Regions from separate parts of the Sus scrofa genome. Here regions 2, 3 and 4 are each linked to region 1. Evidence: chromatin contacts called from public targeted proximity ligation data. All regions are on one chromosome and are shown on one strand. The core of a region is the stretch at or near the end of the contact, and the rest is flanking DNA. Distances in the headings are between cores, read along the strand shown. Region 1 overlaps ITPR2 (inositol 1,4,5-trisphosphate receptor type 2). Region 2 holds the start of BHLHE41 (class E basic helix-loop-helix protein 41). Region 3 overlaps ITPR2 (inositol 1,4,5-trisphosphate receptor type 2). Region 4 overlaps ITPR2 (inositol 1,4,5-trisphosphate receptor type 2).

Region 1 (3,971 bases), core at 944-3,443:
CAGAGATCAGAGTTTTTAAACTTTGGTGCCCAGAGGAATCATGCAGGTCCCCTAAGAGGTTCTGATCTCATAAGAGGCAGTGGGGTTGAAATCCGCTATTTGAACAAGCACCCCCAGGGGATTTTGATATGCAGAGTACCCAACCCACCTTTTATGAAGGGCTGTCCTAAGCCACAGGCTCCTTGAGAACAGACATTTTTGTCTTATTTGATTTTCCTCTCTAAATACCTGGTAATAGATGTGGAAGGATTGATTGAATGAATGAATCTGGCTGTCACTGCACTTCAGAATAAGTTACCATCCTCCTTTGAAATGCTAATTCGCTACAGCTATTTAAATGGGTTTAAAACTCTTCTATCTGTTTTATCCTTAATTCTTTATCAGCCCTTTTCACTGCTGTTGGGGGTGGGGAACTACAAAGAATGTGTTATTCTCTAACAATAGCTACCAAAAAAAAAAAAAAAAACCAACCCAAGGGCCAGATGAGGTTTAGACAGAAGTGCATCAATACATAAGTTGGGTCTTTCCCCTTCCCCCTTAGGGAAAGCACTCTGCTGACTCTCGTTCTAGAAGTCTGCTAGGCGAAAGTCTTTGTAGTCACTGCAGTGGGCTTTTCTGAAGTGGAAAGAATCTTAATCAGGAAGGTCACTGCTAAGGATATTGAAAGGAGGTGCCTTAAAGGGAGTTCCCTGGTGGTACTGCAGGTTAAGGATCTAGCATTGTTACTGCCGTGTCTCAGGTCACTGGTGTGAGGGTTCAGTCACTGGACCGGGAATTTCCACATGCCATGGGGCTGGCCAAAAAAAAAAAAAAAAAAAAAAAAGAAATAGGTAAATAGAGCTACAGACTGACATACTCAATCAGTGACGGAAAGCTTCCCTGCCTTCAAATCCTGGCTCTGCCATTTCCTAGCTCGTGATGAGGGTCATTAAACTGTTGGGGCCCCTTGATTCCTCCTCTGTGAAATGGGGACAATGATTTACCTTGCAAGCTTTTTTGAGGCTTGAAAGATGGAATATAAGTAACTTACAATGATTCTATGACGTTAGGCAATCAGTTTTCAAGAGAGTTGGGTGTCTAGAGTTCCCTTGCGGCACAGCAGGTTAAGGATCCAGCATTTGTCACTGCAATGGCTTGGGTTGCTGCTGTGGCACGGGTTCAATCCCTGGCCTGGGAACTTCCACGTGCCCTGGGGGTTGCCAAAAAAAAAGACTGCGAGAGATGGGTGTCTGGTTAACCGTCTGTCTTTACCATAATGGAAAGGACAAACACACACCACACACACACACACCCCTACACTCAGCCTGCCTGGAAATACGGAAGTGGCACCACCTATTGCCCTCAGGGGAAGTCTCTCTCTAAACCCTCATCCGGGCCGTAATAAAGTGTTTCCAAAGGGAGCAGACAGGGTAACCTAGGGAGGGCCATGCCCTCCCACTTCCCTCTTCCCTGAGTCGAGCTCAGAGCTTGTCTTGGGGAAGTGGGAGGTAAACTGGCGTGGGTGGCTGGAACTGAAACATGTCTCTTACCACCCTCCTCTTCTGCCACCCTTTCTCTTCTGCGCCAGGGCGGGGGTGGGGAGTGGGGAGGAGAAACAGCTCATGTCTTCACTGTACCTGCGCACACTCAGATCTGGTCTCCTCAGCCTCCAGACCCTACCTCATCCTTCACCAAGATTCGCCCCCAGGGATCAGGGTTCAGGTCACTGTTCTAAATACTTTTTTCAGGATCTTGCTGGGAGCCCAGAGGAAGTTTGTTCCCATATTTAAAATCTTCCCTCAGCTCACAAAGACCAGTGCCTAACCCCTACTTCATCCCCACCCTCAACCTCTCCCCACCTCCGGCCAGAAAGAGTACTTTTGGCCTCCTGTGCGCTGAACCTTTGATTTAAACGTTCATAATAACACACCTGTAAACATTCTTTACAGAACTTCAGGCTCCCTTCCATATTTATTCCTTTGTTCTTGCACGTTTATTTGCTTTTAGGAGAAGAATTTGGACTGGTTTCCTCGGATGCGAGCCATGTCCCTTGTTAGCAACGAAGGTGACAGCGAGCAAAATGAGATTCGGAACCTGCAGGAGAAGTTGGAATCCACTATGAGTCTGGTCAAGCAGCTGTCCGGTCAGCTGGCGGAGCTAAAGGAGCAGGTGAGTGCTCTCCAGGGAGATGGCCCTGGGTCTGGGGAGGGTGAAATCATTCACCACCCTGAGTGAGGTGAGGCTGGAGACTCCTGAGCTTGTTAGAGATTGGTATCCACGGAGGGTTGTAAATTCCAATAAAGAAACCTCAGGTCGTGTTGTAAGAGCCACATCTTGGCAATGCAGAGGCCGTTCTGCTTATCACACCTCCCCATCTCTCTTGCGTGACACTTCTACAGAAGGGGGAAGGAAGGACTCAGTGCCAAAAGGCAAGGACCTTTTCTGATCGAAAACTCCTATTTTCTGCAATCATAGCCATGATTAAATTCATCCGAAAGGCAGATCATCATTAGTACCTGTCATTTTGATGCTCCCATCAACCCCTTCATGGTGCACAATTGTTAGCATGAGTAAAAAGAATAGCAAAAGTAACTGTGGTAGCTGTTAAAATGACTAAAGGGCCGGTGATGATGTGACAAGCACGGGCTGCTTTAAAAGAACCGCGGTTCCTGTTTCTTAACCACAGATGTTGCTCTGCTTCTCTGTCTGTGGAAATTCACTTGGAAAAATATTTCCCCTTTTTGATAAATATATTCTATATGATGCCGGTCAGGCGGGAGGTGCACGGGAAATATTCACCTAACACCACGTGCCCCCCGCCCCCCCGCCCCGCACTGGGAAAGAGCGAGAAAAGCAGCTTAACACACTGTCTCTTTTTCCCCAGATGACAGAACAAAGGAAGAATAAGCAGAGACTGGGCTTTCTCGGATCAAACACACCCCATGTGAACCATCACATGCCACCACACTGATACCATGGGGGAAGCCGTGACTAGCCTTTCATCAGTGTCCTGCCTGATCCCTGAATAAAGAACTGAGACGGAGGGGAGTGAACAGTGCCTATTGTTGAAAAGTTGAAAACAACCAAGTGCCAAGATGTGGAGTGGTTTCGCTCCGAGAACAATTTATAACTGTGTTTTCATGGTTGAGAAGGCCAAACTTAAAACGCAGCCGCTAGAAAGCACACATCTTGCATTTCTATTGCAAAGTGAAGTCGCTTGCTCCAAGGGACAGAGAGGGTGGGGGGAGGCGGGGTGGGAGGAGGTGCAGGGTGGAGAGAACCACCTTTTGCTCAATCGATAAGAGTCCGTTTGTGTCTTAAATGCTGACTGCAACCTTTGTCATGGTTGGTTGGAATTTCTTCCTGTTAATTATGGCCTATAGGTCAGAGATATAGGAAGTCATATTTTGGTGGCTAAGTTTTTCTAAGAAAGATAACTGAAAAGATTAAACATTAAAAAAAAGTGTTAATGCTTCCAAACCGTAGCTGTCATGGGGCAATTTCCTTATTTATAACGTGCAACACGGTGGATTTACGGCTCTAAGGAACGAGTGCTTTGGAGTTTAGCCCCGAGGGCTGACCACACAACTGGAATGTGATTGCCTTCTCCAGATTCAGAGGGGCCCTGTCTCTATGGAGCACAGCTAGAGGTTTTCAAATAACTTGTTAAAAACATGCTTTCAGTCATGTAGAGGCTAAGATTTTTTAAAGATTTAGGTAAGGAAAAGCTGACAGGAAGCCCCGGGGAAGAATTTTTTGAGAACATATGTATGCTATTAAAATACATTGAGATTAATAAATGAAAATGCTTAAAGGTGACAGCAAATATAGAGAAACTTATGATGGTGGCATTGCCGTCTGTAAATATAGAGTAAAAGCTATTTGATTCATGTTTGCTGTGCTTCAGAACTGAGTGGTTTTATTTATCCTATTCCTGCAGTTAGGAAAAAAGTCCAAGAAATGTATTGAATACTCAAGAAAATGCAGCGTTT
Region 2 (3,971 bases), core at 1,072-3,571, 230 kb after region 1:
GGTAGGAAGAGAAAAATATAAGGGGGGGGGAAGAAAAGAAAAAAGGGAGACAAGAGTAAAAAGTGGGTATGAAAAAGAAAAAAAGAAGAAAAGGAGGATTGAGAATAACAAAGGAAACCAAGCACTAGAAAAGACTCCATCCACTTACAGCTTGATCTGGGTATCAGAAAAAGAATGAAGTGAGAGAGAAAACAGAAATGTTGGGACAGAAGAGATGGGGAGAGAGGAGATAAAATTGACACCAGGAAAGGCTTCATTTGCACCAAGGCCTCTTTGTCTTTGAATTAGGGGAAGTTAACATCCAAAATTAACACACCGATGGCCCGCCCAACTTCCTTCCCTATTCTTCCTATTGCCTTAGAATATGCTCCAAACTTGCTCCCTAAAGTCTGTCCAGGATCAGCAGCCTTGCATCCGGCCTGCTCCACTGACAAGACCGAGATGCAGTGATCCAGCCTTCATTTCATTTTCTCTGAATACTTCAGCCATCCTTTCCAAGAAAAAAATTTAGCTCTAGAGCAAATATTTACACTCTTTTCCTTCTCCAAACCGTCAGAAATCTATAGGGGAGCTGGTGTTTCATTTTTTAAATTATTCTTCTTAATGGCATTATCCACCCCCCCCCTTTTTTTTGTCAATTTAGAATGAGAGGACAGAATAATACAGTGCTGCAGGTATATGCCGCTTTTAGGACTACGAATTGCCCTCCCCTCCAAAGGGAATTACTAACCCAATCATTTGGAAACAGAGAAGCTGGATCTAGGTATAAAATAAAATCAGTATTTCAAAAATACTTTTTTCTTTTTAAGTATGATCATTATTGAATTGCTTATTTGGTGCAAAATACGTCTCCCCATTGGAGAAAGTCGAGGGACCTTAAACGGCCCTCTGAGAGGACAGACCGCGAGCGTCTCCTCACGCTGGGGTGAGCTTGGGCCGCCGCCGCCGCCGCCGGAGTCACGAAGCCAGACGCCGCGCGTCTCCGCCCAGGACTCGGGAGACTGCAGCAGCGCGGCCGCGGCCCCGGCGGCTCCTGGAGGCGGGGAAGAGGCACGACTCCCGCAGACACGTGACCTCCTTCCAGCCGCCGCTTCCCGCGACCCAGATCCGTCCCCGGAACCCGCGCTCGGCGGGGCGGGCCGGGGGACACGTAGCGACGGCCCCAAGTCCCTGCTGCGCCCGGGTTCGCGTGCATTCGGCGTACTTCTCGCCTTGGTTCACGTGCCAGTGGCAGTAATGACTATTTCGGGGATCACCCAGGAGAATGCAGGCAGGAAAGACTTTTGGTTTGATATCTATGTAGATAGATAGATAGATAGATAGATAGATAGATAGATAGATAGATAGATAGATAGATAGATAGATAGATAGATAGGAGAGAGATTAATATATATTCTCCCTATCCCCTCCTGGCAGACCCAGTGGGGGCAATGGGCCCGGAGACCTGGGAATCCCGCAGGACGCGCTTTCCCTCGGTCTCCGATGTCCCTTGCGGCCCGCTGCGCCAGGCACCAGGGGCAGTGCGCAACTGCGGGCACCTCCCGGTAACTCTCACTAGCAGTGAGTCATGCTCCGGGGATGGCTCTGGGGAAAGGTAGCCCGGTTCGAGGTGGCCTGTGCTTTCCCCGAGCGGGGCACCGAGGCTGCAGGGCAAGCGCGCGCACGCGCACACGCGCGCGCGGGTTCCCCGTGCAGTGATGTGGCAGCAGCGGCAGGTCGGATCACGTTGCTGGCCCTGTGCTGGTACCCGTTTGAGACAGGATTAAGGAGGGAGGCTTTGGAGGTACCAGCGGTAGTAAACGTGGGCTCTGCACACTCCCGGCGTCTCTTATCACACGAAGGGGGAGGGGCGGGGAAAGTGCGCAGCGCCACCCGAGGCGCAGAGGGGCGGCGGGGCTTAGCGGGCGATTGGTAATGCTGCATTGCTTTTTCGCGGGAGCCCCTCTCTTGCCACCCCATCCTATTCCCCTCCCTCCCCGCCGCGTTCCTGAGGGAGCTCCTGAGAACCCAAACGTCGTCATCTGTGGCTGTGATTAGTGGCACCGCAATTCCGGCTGCTGCGGGAAGTTTGGACACTGTGGGGCAGAAAGACACTTGGATTGCGACATTCTGACCCAGTGGCTACATTTTCACTTATCTTAAATCTCTCGGGGAGCAGATTTCATGTTGTCCCTTTTGGGGGCAACCTCCAATCAGGTCTAGGGGTCCCCCCAGGCCACTGAGCGTAAGCAAACAAGTCTCCAAATTGTCCTTCGGGACTGAAGTTGACCCATCGCGAATTCTCTTTCTCTTTCCTTTCTCTGGTCCAAACCAACAGCACAGTCTGTGGAAAAGTAAAAAGCCACGTTCACGTTCCTATCCGTAAGGACAGACGGATTGAAGGAGTCGCACTTCCCAGCGGAGGAAGCCCAAGCTGCCCCGCACCCCCGGGCGCCCCCTCCCACTCCCCCAGCTGACTGCGCTGCCTTGGGGAAGCTTAATAGCCTGGCTGAAGTTGTTTTTCCTTTCCGGTGGCCCTGATCAGGTGTCCCCGCCCCCTCCCGCCGTCCGCCTTCCCTAGCAGCCTTCTCCCGACGCCCCCTCCTGGCCCGGCCCCTCCTCCCCCGCCCCCCTCCGGGCTGGACCGCGGATGGTACGTTCCGCACGTGAGCTGGGTGCTGGTCTGGCCGGCGACGCGCGTGCCCTGTGGCCAAACACTGCCCGGAGTGAGAGCAAACTACCAGCGCAGTGGAGCCAGCGCGAGTGTGCGTGCGTGTGTGTGCGTGTGTGTGCGAGAGAGCGAGCGCGGAGGGAGGGGGGGACCAACTGCTTCACACTTTCAACACTGCACTGAAGAGGGAGAGAGAGAGAGAGACTGGAGACGTACAGATTCCCCCCAGGATCTCCCAGGGCTACCGTCCCACAGATTATAGAACAGAACCCCAAAAATCGAAACAGAGGAAACGGACAGCGATTGAACATGGACGAAGGAATTCCTCATTTGCAAGAAAGACAGTTACTGGAACATAGAGATTTTATAGGGTAAGGTGCACGCACCCTTGCGAATATCTGTCTAGGCTTCAGTTTGATTTTTTTTTTTTTTTTTCTTCTCCAGAAAGTGGTATGGAGCGGGGAGGGCAGAGCCCCTCTCGGAATGGGTTCCTGATGCTGATTTCTATTTTGCAGACTGGATTATTCCTCTTTGTATATGTGTAAGCCCAAAAGGAGCATGAAGCGAGACGATAGCAAGGTAAGTGTAAGTTTCCGACGTTCCTCTTAACCTGCCTGGATAGTTAATTAGGGCCATTGATTTAACAGGGAAGTCTGCCCGCAAATATATTACAGATCTTGAGCTTCCCCAACTGAATTTTAAGTGGTTTGCTGGATACTCTCAGGGGGAGTTTAAACATCATACCTGAATTTAAATTGCATTTCAGAACAGTCCAGAGGAAAGAGGTTTCTTGGGCATAGTTTCTCACATAGTATGTTTTGGGGGGAGGATGGCAGGGTATTGTTAAATCCAGTGAATGAATGTTTAGTTTATTGTTTTCTCTCTTCCATGACTCTCATGTATTAAGGATACCTACAAATTACCGCACAGATTAATAGAAAAGAAAAGAAGAGACCGAATTAATGAATGCATTGCTCAGCTGAAAGACTTACTGCCTGAACATCTAAAGTTGACAGTAAGATGCACATTTTTATTCTTTGCTGCTCTCCAAGGGTGTGTTAATAGCCTGGTACTAGTCCCAGGGTTATAAGAATAAAATGTAAATATCACATGCCTTACAACTTGTGCTATAGTGGAGAGTTTCCTGCAAACTCAAGAGTAGGTGTTCACAACTGATTTCTTAATCATTTATAACCTGTATTGTTGAAGCTCAAGAAGTATAGGAATGGTACTTCTTTCAAAGTGCTTGCTTAAGTTGCTGAGCTGAATGGAAAGCCAGTCATGCCAAATGTGTTTTTAAGTAACCAAGTGCCCCCGTCTC
Region 3 (3,971 bases), core at 811-3,310, 200 kb before region 1:
TATATATCTATATATATATAAGATATATATCAAATTATAGTTCATAATCATAGTTATAATCAAATTATAATTCACTTCATAATTATAAATATTTATTCATGTCACATGAAATCAAATTTTTTCTAAACCTAGTTACTTACAATAACATAACATTTTATTCAGAATTCTGTTGTTTAGTGATACTTTTAAACAATTGAGAGTCTGCTTAATTTTAGCTACTGTAGTATTAAATTTCTTATTTTGCTAATGATTTAATATTTGGTGGCCCTTATAGACACATCTTGGAACCAGAAGAAAATATGGTTTTCATGCTTTATTTTCATTTTCCTGTTTCCTTTGTTTTCAGTCCTTTCTTTCCATCTAACATTTCCACTATCCCAGAAAGTTCTATTGAATATCACTTATACGGACTAAACTGATCTCTTATGTTAAAAAACAAACAAAAAGATGTGCTTTTAAATTTTTAAAACAAGATATAAGTAGGAGGTTTTTTCTTTGGGCTTTTGTTTGTTTATTTCTTTAGTGTATATTATATTTCATTTTCAGTTTTAGAATTTTTTTTAACATTAGTGCACACCATCAGCAATAAAATGGAAAGAAGGCAAGGGTTAAATGTCTAGGTTTATACAATAGCTCAATTATTAGTAATCCAATAATATTACTTGAAATACTTAGTATTTTTAAGTTGCCCATATTCTAATCAATCCTTGGAAATAAAATGATGAGTATATAAGGCTGGGAATTTATAGAAGACCCTATAGGTCATTTTCAGGAATAACCAGCTTATGTTTGACAGTTGGTTATACTTTGTATAGATAGATGTGAATATGATGTAAATGCTATGTAAATAGTTGCCAGCCTTTGGTAACCTTATTTTGCTTTTTGATCTTTGGTTGGTTGAATTCTTCGAGGCGGGGATAACAGATAAGGGCTGACTATATTTTCCTTTACTCTCATACTTTATTTCTGGCCACCAAGTGTCTAAGTTTCCTCTCGCATTGACCAGTTTTCCACCACCAGCTGGTGGTCTTACAAATAACTCAATTCTGACACTTCCTACCTAGTGTTAGTATCAGATCCCACAGTTAAGGGGTCAGTTCTAAAGGCTGCCTCCCTCCTTCAGATGCCAAAGCAAGTTCAGGTTTCTACCTGTGTTCTCTCTGACTGGCTATACATCCAAGGTTCCCATGACCTCCTCCTCAGGACGGATAATTTGCTAGAGTGGCTCACAAAACTCAGGAAAAACAGTTTCCTTACTAAATTACAAGTGTATTATGAAAGGGTACAACTCAGGAGTAGCCACATGGAAGAGATGCATGGGACAAGCATATGAGAAGGGGTGTGGCCCTTCCACGCCCTCTCCTGGCGTGCCACCCTCCCCAACACCTCCATGCATTCACCAGCCCACACAGTCCTCTAGGGCTTTTTATGGAAACTTCATCCTGTAGGCATGATTGATTGTTAACTCTGTTTCCAGCCTTCTCCCCTCTCTGGGGAATGGGGGTGGGGGCTGAAAGTTCCAGACTTCTAAGTGTGATTTGGTCTTTCTGGTGAGCCAATCAGGTGCCTGCCAAGAGTTGCCTCATTTAGAACCAAAGATGCTGCCATCACTCAGGAAGTTCCAAGGGATTTAAGAGCTCTGTGTCAGACACTCCTATTATTCAGGGAATTAGAAGGATTTGAGGAGCTTCTTGTCAGGAACCAAGGTCAAAGACCAAAGATCAGCAGAAACCATGGGCAGAGACTATTATTATTTCACACATTGCCCTTATTATTTTTCTTCCCGTTTCATTATTGGAAAGGTGAAATATTTGCTGTTTGCTTTCTCTCTTGCTTGCTTAGAAGCTGCAGTGTTATACGTGTTTTCTATCCTGATAGAATCTTGTATGCTGTGTGACTGGTTTTAAAGGAACTGTTTCTACCAGTAGGGAAATGGTCCCTGTTTTATTCGCTGCTGTGAAAGGCTTAAAACATGTGACTGTCCATGTGAACAGCCTGTGCAGATTAAAGCTGCAGGGCATGATTGGAGGAGACACGGACTGCCAAGCCACGAGGCGGCTAAGAAGGCGTCCTCTGCCAACGACAGCATGGGATTATGTAACGCCTGCAGTGTCTGGCACTGTGCTCCACTGGAGACACATCACGTGTTGTGCAATGCTCTTGGCCCTGAAATTCAATTAGATTGCTTTGAATGATCCGTGAGTCTGCATGAGATAAGCTTTTACTGCTCTACACTAGAAAGCAAATGGGTTGATTAGCCCCACATAAATTGAGAAATTGCCGTTATAATTCCAGCAAGGATATTTGCATTATATATACATCATCCTGCAACAGAGGAGCAGAATTTAAGCATTATGTAACCTGACTAAATAATGGGGAGAGGGACCCATCCCTTACGACTAGAAAAAAAATATTTTCTTACAGTCACTTAGGAATAACGTTTCTTTTTTAAAAAAGAGATGTTGCCATTGTGTGGGGGGATTGGCTTAAAGGCTGCCTGTGTGGGGTTTTTTTTGTTGTTGTTTTTGGTTTTTTTTAGTGCCATGACCTATGAATGAAAATAAAGAAATTCATAGAATGATGATTTGGTGGGCGGAGAAGAAACTTTTGTTAGAAAGACTTTTAAATTGTGAGTTCAGTGGCCTTTTTGTATTTGAGTTTACTCTCTTTGTGAAGTTGTAGCTAATCAACTTACAGAATTGGGCACCATCAGAAATTAACCCCACATTGTTTGAATGAACTTTTTAATATCTTTTCACAAAGGAAGATCTGGGATGGAGGAGGCAAGGTAATAGTAAATGTTGAGAAACTGAGACCTTGGAATGAAATTGAGGTTGTTTGCATACTAAGGGCTTAAAGAGCCACTGGGAAGCTACCAAAATCAATGATGTGAGCTTGACTTTCCCAGCTCCTCATACTCCCATTTTCCAAATAGGACTTGAGGTTTCAACCGAAAGCCCTAGTGAGAAATTAATATTCATTAGGAGAGTTCCCACTGTGGCTCAGCCGTAAAGAACCCAACTAGCATCCATGAGGATGTGGGTTCGACCCCTGGCCTTGCTCAGTGGGTTAAACATCCGGTGTTGGTGCGAGCTGTGGTGTAGGTTGCAGATGTGGCTTGGATCCTCCGTTGCTGTGGCTGTGGTGTAGGCAGGCAGCTACAGCTCTGATTCAACCCCTAGCCTGGGAACCTCCATATGCTGCAGGTGCAGCCCTAAAAAAAACCAAAAAACAAAAAAAGAATTGTTTAGGACACTCAGTTGAAACCAAAAGCTCGAAATGCTATGCAGAGCACTTCTATTTTATATATTAACAGATTAGTAGTCCCATTCCTTTCTGATTTTAGGTAAGGTAGTCTTGAACTATAGCAAAACCACCACTCTAGTGGCTTTTTCCCTATTGAAAAAGGATTTTATTTCTCTCTTATCCTTTGAAAACCTTAGGACACGAATTCGTCCAGTGTAACCATATATCCTGACTTTAGTGCAAGTGGATATTCACAAGTAGGTTGTTTTCTAAAAAGTCATAGTAAAACCCAGATTTTAACAATTTTTCGTTTTGATAGATTATCTGAATTTTGTGAGATTTAGCATACATAGGTATTTCACATTGTTTTAACTTTTCTAACTATGTGCAGTAGGTATTATTACTAGTATTTTTATTAACCAAAGGGAAAACTGATGTGTAGAGAGGTACAATGAGCTCCCCAGGGCCACGCCGCAAGGAAGTGACAGGATAGGGCATCCAAAACAGACCATAAGCATTTTTATCCCACTATGTTAGTGGTTCCCAAATGTTGTTTCAAAGACTGGTGCCAGGCTGGCCCATATTTAAAGGAAATTCTATTTTATTATGTCTAGAGTGAAGGCCAGGGATTCTTTCATTTTAAAATAGCTTCCCAGGTATTTCAAATGTAAGATAAGAGCTGGTAGCTACTTCATGTTTAATATTCTGAGCTATAGAGATAGCAT
Region 4 (3,971 bases), core at 983-3,482, 140 kb before region 1:
AACCCAAAGCTAAGAAAAAGGACACATGGAAGGAAGTAGAACACAGAGATTTAGGATGTAGAAAAGGTATAGTTTTAGAGAGAAGGAGCTCGGTGACTGGAATTGAATTATGCTAGAAAAGGACTGACTAGAGAATGAATGTGAGTAGAAAGAAAAAACATCACAAACTGAGAATTAAAATCATATTGGCTCCCAGAACAAATATAGAAATTCAGTGACACAGCATGTGTACATGATCAAGGGGCTGCTTCAGAAACCATAGCATTGTGGAAGGAAACCAGCAGAAAAAGAGAAGGTCAGGGTGAGCAGTAATACATTTTAGAAGAAGGAAGTTGGAGAATATAGCCACTCCTGTTCTTTCAACTGAAAGCTAGTCTTGCTCTGTCTGGAAGAGTAAGCAGCTCCAGGAATAAGACCTGCTTATGTGGCTTTTAAGTGGAACAAGAATAACCAGATCAGCCATGTCAGCCCCAGAACAAATAGAGTAGTAGATGTTTGAGCCAGATCACCCTGTATCCATGAAGACGACATTTTCTTTTTCTTTTCTTTTTTTTTCCTTTTTTTTGGCTATGCCTGTGACATGCAGAGTTCCTGGGTAAGGGACCGAACCCATGCCACAACAGTGACCCAAGCCACAGCAGTGACAATACCGGATCCTTAACCCACTGTACCACTGGGGAACTCCAAGAAGACATTTAAAAATGCAGTCTTATGTTACCAGTTATAATGTGAGTAACAATAAAAATGTCAAAGTCAAGGATTCCCCATGTGGTTCAGCGGGTTAAGAACCCAACGTTGTCTCTCTGAGGATGTGGGTTCGATCCCTGGCCTCACTCAGTGGGTTAAGGATCCAGTGTTGTCACAAGCTGAGGCATAGGTTACAGATGCTGCTCGGATCTGGTATTGCCATGGCGGTGGCGTAGGACAGCATCTGCAGCTATGATTTGACCTCTGGCCCAGGAACTTCCAAATGTCTCAGGTATGTGAAAGGCCGTTAAAGGAAAAAAAAATGTCAAAGTCAAGAAAATATGTTGGTTAAGTCAGTTCAGTTTTAAGCAGATTAAGTGTGAGAATAAATACAAATTTTCTAAAAAAGCTAACATGAATGTTGAGAAGAATGGAGAATAAGGATGAAGAATGCAAGAGCTAGCCCTAGATTGAAAATTAAGAATTTAAACTATGAAAGAAATTAAAAATGAAGACATAAGGTCAGTGATCCTCATGGATCTGAGTTTCTGGGAGTGCTTCGAGAGAACAGATTAGATTGAAGATGATGGTAGAATTGTCCAAGGAGTGGGAATTCAGAAGTTAAAAAGGTAACACGGGGTTAAAAACAACGTATGGGAGTTCCCGTCGTGGCTCAGTGGTTAACGAATCCGACTAGGAACCATGAGGTTGCGGGTTTGGTCCCTGCCCTTGCTCAGTGGGTTAACGATCCGGCGTTGCCGTGAGCTGTGGTGTAGGTTGCAGACGTGGCTCGGATCCCGCGTTGCTGTGGCTCTGGCGTAGGCCGGTGGCTACGGCTCCGATTCAACCCCTAGCCTGGGAACCTCCATATGCCGCGGGAGCGGCCCAAGAAATAGCAACAACAACAACAACAACAACAGCAACAACAACAACAAAAAGACAAAAAAAATAAAAAAATAAAAACAACGTATGGAAAAGAAGAGAGAAAACAATAGATGTGAATATGGCTTGAATGGATATATAGAGGTTTCTGAATTTCCCAGAACCAAAATGTTGGGAAAGCAATAGTCTGCAGAGCTGGGATGGTACAACACAGAGGAATTTAAAGCCAGACTTCAGGGAGAGGGAGAATGTCAATCTGAGTGAGGGGAGGAAGAGTCTGAATTGCTGAACACTTCATGCCTTGTGCTGAAGTTGTAAGAGTGTAACTATGAAATGAGAGGTGGTAAGAGTCCCTTGGAAGAACTCAAAGAGGGGATGGGAATGGTGAAATAGTGTTTGTAACCAGCAGTGGAGTTAAGCAACTGTCTGCTCATTTCCTTGCGTGACACCAGAAGTTGTTCCCTTGCCGCTTTATAAATGTCTTTTCTGTGGGGCAGCTCCTCCCCATCAATTTTCATGAAAAATTCAGTTTTCACTCAGAAGCACGCCCACTGTGCCCTTTGATCTTTCCACAAGTGACTCCTTTGACTTTTTCTAGTCCTGGATACGGTATTTGTTTCTTAGGAGGCCGACGGTGGTTGCTGAGTTCCCTATGAACCAGTTGTCCAGACAGCTCCCACACTGAGGCACAGATGCCAGAGACTGGTTGTAAGCGCTGCTTCCCAAGTAGTTGTGTAGCTATGTGCCGAGGGCTGGCTTGCACCCAGATTTTGCTGTTTTTGTTGTCGATGTGGAATCGTTTGGCTCCCGCATGATGATGACCACGCAGACTGGTTTCTGCCTTTGCACAGTTCAGTAATTCCAAAACTGAGCTTCAGCTTCCTCCTTGTTTTACTATTATCATCTTTTGTACAGACAGTTTATTTTGGTGCCCTCAGACTTTCAATTTTTGTTGTTATTCTTTTCATGGTAGGGAGGTAGTTCTGCTTTTTCCACCGTGACATCTTTTTTGGCCTTTCCTGTGGTTGATGTTACAAGAAACAAATAATGCTTCTTGTAAGTGTCTTGTCTGATCTACATAGACCTATAAATGCATGAAAAAGGGAATTTCTTAAGTTCAAATAGCATAGAGTCGTGCAGAGCATTTTCTTACAGTGCAGCTATGTGTCCTTTTAGACTTTCTGTCTCACATGCTCTTCTCATTCATCTCTACCTCCTCTCCCTGCTCCAGTTTTGCTCTTTTATATTCTGCTTTCTTCACTTTCCTTCTCCTCTTTATTCCTGTCTTTCTGCAGACAGTCTAGAACATTGTTCAGTACTTTGGATCAATTTAACTTATGTGAAACTCGATTGTTTCTTTGATTCCATGTAACATTTTCTATTTTTCTGAGACTCTTCATTTCATTCCATTTCGTTTTCTTCCCCAGTTTCATTGAGATTTGATCAACACATAATATTGTATAAGGTGTACAACATGTCTATTTGATACATTTATATGTTACAAAATGATTGGCAGCATAGTCTTAGCTAGCTCTCCAATCCAGTCACATAATTGCCATTTTCCTTTTGCAATGAGAACATTTAAAATCTACTCTCTTAGTAACATCCATGCCTATGGTACAATTTCATTAGTTAAGGTCACTGAGCTGTACATTAGATCCTGATAATTTGTTAATCTTACAACTGGAAGTTTATACCCGTTGACCTCATATCTCCCTCTTTCCGCCACCTCCCAAGCCCTGGTAACCACCATTCTACTCTCTGGTTCTCCGAGTTCATCATTTTTAGATTCCCCATAGAAGTGGTACATATGGCATTGTCTTTTTCTCTCTGAGTTATTTCATTTAGGTTCATCCTGAACCTACAACATTCATCCAGGTTGTTGCAAACAAAAGGATCTCCTTCTTTCTTATGTCTGATTAAGATTCCATAGTATATCTATACCACATCTCCTTTATCCATTCATCCATGGACAAACATTTACATTGTTTCTGTATCTTGGCTATTGTGAATAATACTGCAATGAACATGTGAGGCCCTTTTATTTCAATACCTACTAGGATTAAGAAGTATGTAGAGAAATGTTATGTGCTTTTGCAGGATGCGGAGACGTATTAAGATAGCAAGCCCATGGAAAGCAAAAATAACTCCTGACTCTTAAACCAAGAAAGAATGGATCACTTTAATTGGATATAGGAAATTGTTTTTTAAATATAGGCTTTAAAATGTTTCATCACACTTCCCCATGTCATTACATAGCCTTTGGAAATGCAGTTTTAATGGCTGCATAATCGTTCATCATTTGAATATACCATAATTTATTTAATCACTCCTTATTGTTAGACATTTAGGTTTCTAATGTTTTTGATATTATAAATTATGCTATGATTAACCTCTTCAAC

What was found.
Region 2: a targeted proximity ligation map of alveolar macrophages shows a contact between it and region 1, with 6 times the contacts expected there. A contact is called at or near these places in 1 of 5 promoter capture datasets (liver), 5 of 47 Hi-C or Micro-C datasets (blood, embryonic fibroblasts, fibroblasts and 1 more) and 2 of 2 datasets of targeted methods (alveolar macrophages and skeletal muscle).
Region 3: a targeted proximity ligation map of alveolar macrophages shows a contact between it and region 1. A contact is called at or near these places in 4 of 47 Hi-C or Micro-C datasets (alveolar macrophages, brain and embryonic fibroblasts) and 1 of 2 datasets of targeted methods (alveolar macrophages).
Region 4: a targeted proximity ligation map of alveolar macrophages shows a contact between it and region 1. A contact is called at or near these places in 1 of 47 Hi-C or Micro-C datasets (skeletal muscle) and 1 of 2 datasets of targeted methods (alveolar macrophages).

What each region holds. Positions count from the first base shown.
Region 1 is chr5:47,460,093-47,464,063 of Sscrofa11.1, forward strand. ITPR2 (inositol 1,4,5-trisphosphate receptor type 2) reads left to right here. Exons shown (of 58, transcript XM_021092920.1): 57 at 1,987-2,148; 58 at 2,864-3,971. The coding sequence ends at 2,950. Among named protein-coding and RNA genes, the nearest start is that of SSPN, 150 kb to the right of the region's middle.
Region 2 is chr5:47,685,341-47,689,311 of Sscrofa11.1, forward strand. BHLHE41 (class E basic helix-loop-helix protein 41) reads left to right here and starts at 2,322. Exons shown (of 5, transcript XM_003355541.4): 1 at 2,322-3,021; 2 at 3,166-3,229; 3 at 3,558-3,665. The coding sequence starts at 2,960.
Region 3 is chr5:47,259,746-47,263,716 of Sscrofa11.1, forward strand. All of the region lies in intron 38 of ITPR2 (inositol 1,4,5-trisphosphate receptor type 2), which reads left to right. Among named protein-coding and RNA genes, the nearest start is that of ITPR2, 330 kb to the left of the region's middle.
Region 4 is chr5:47,321,834-47,325,804 of Sscrofa11.1, forward strand. All of the region lies in intron 46 of ITPR2 (inositol 1,4,5-trisphosphate receptor type 2), which reads left to right. Among named protein-coding and RNA genes, the nearest start is that of SSPN, 290 kb to the right of the region's middle.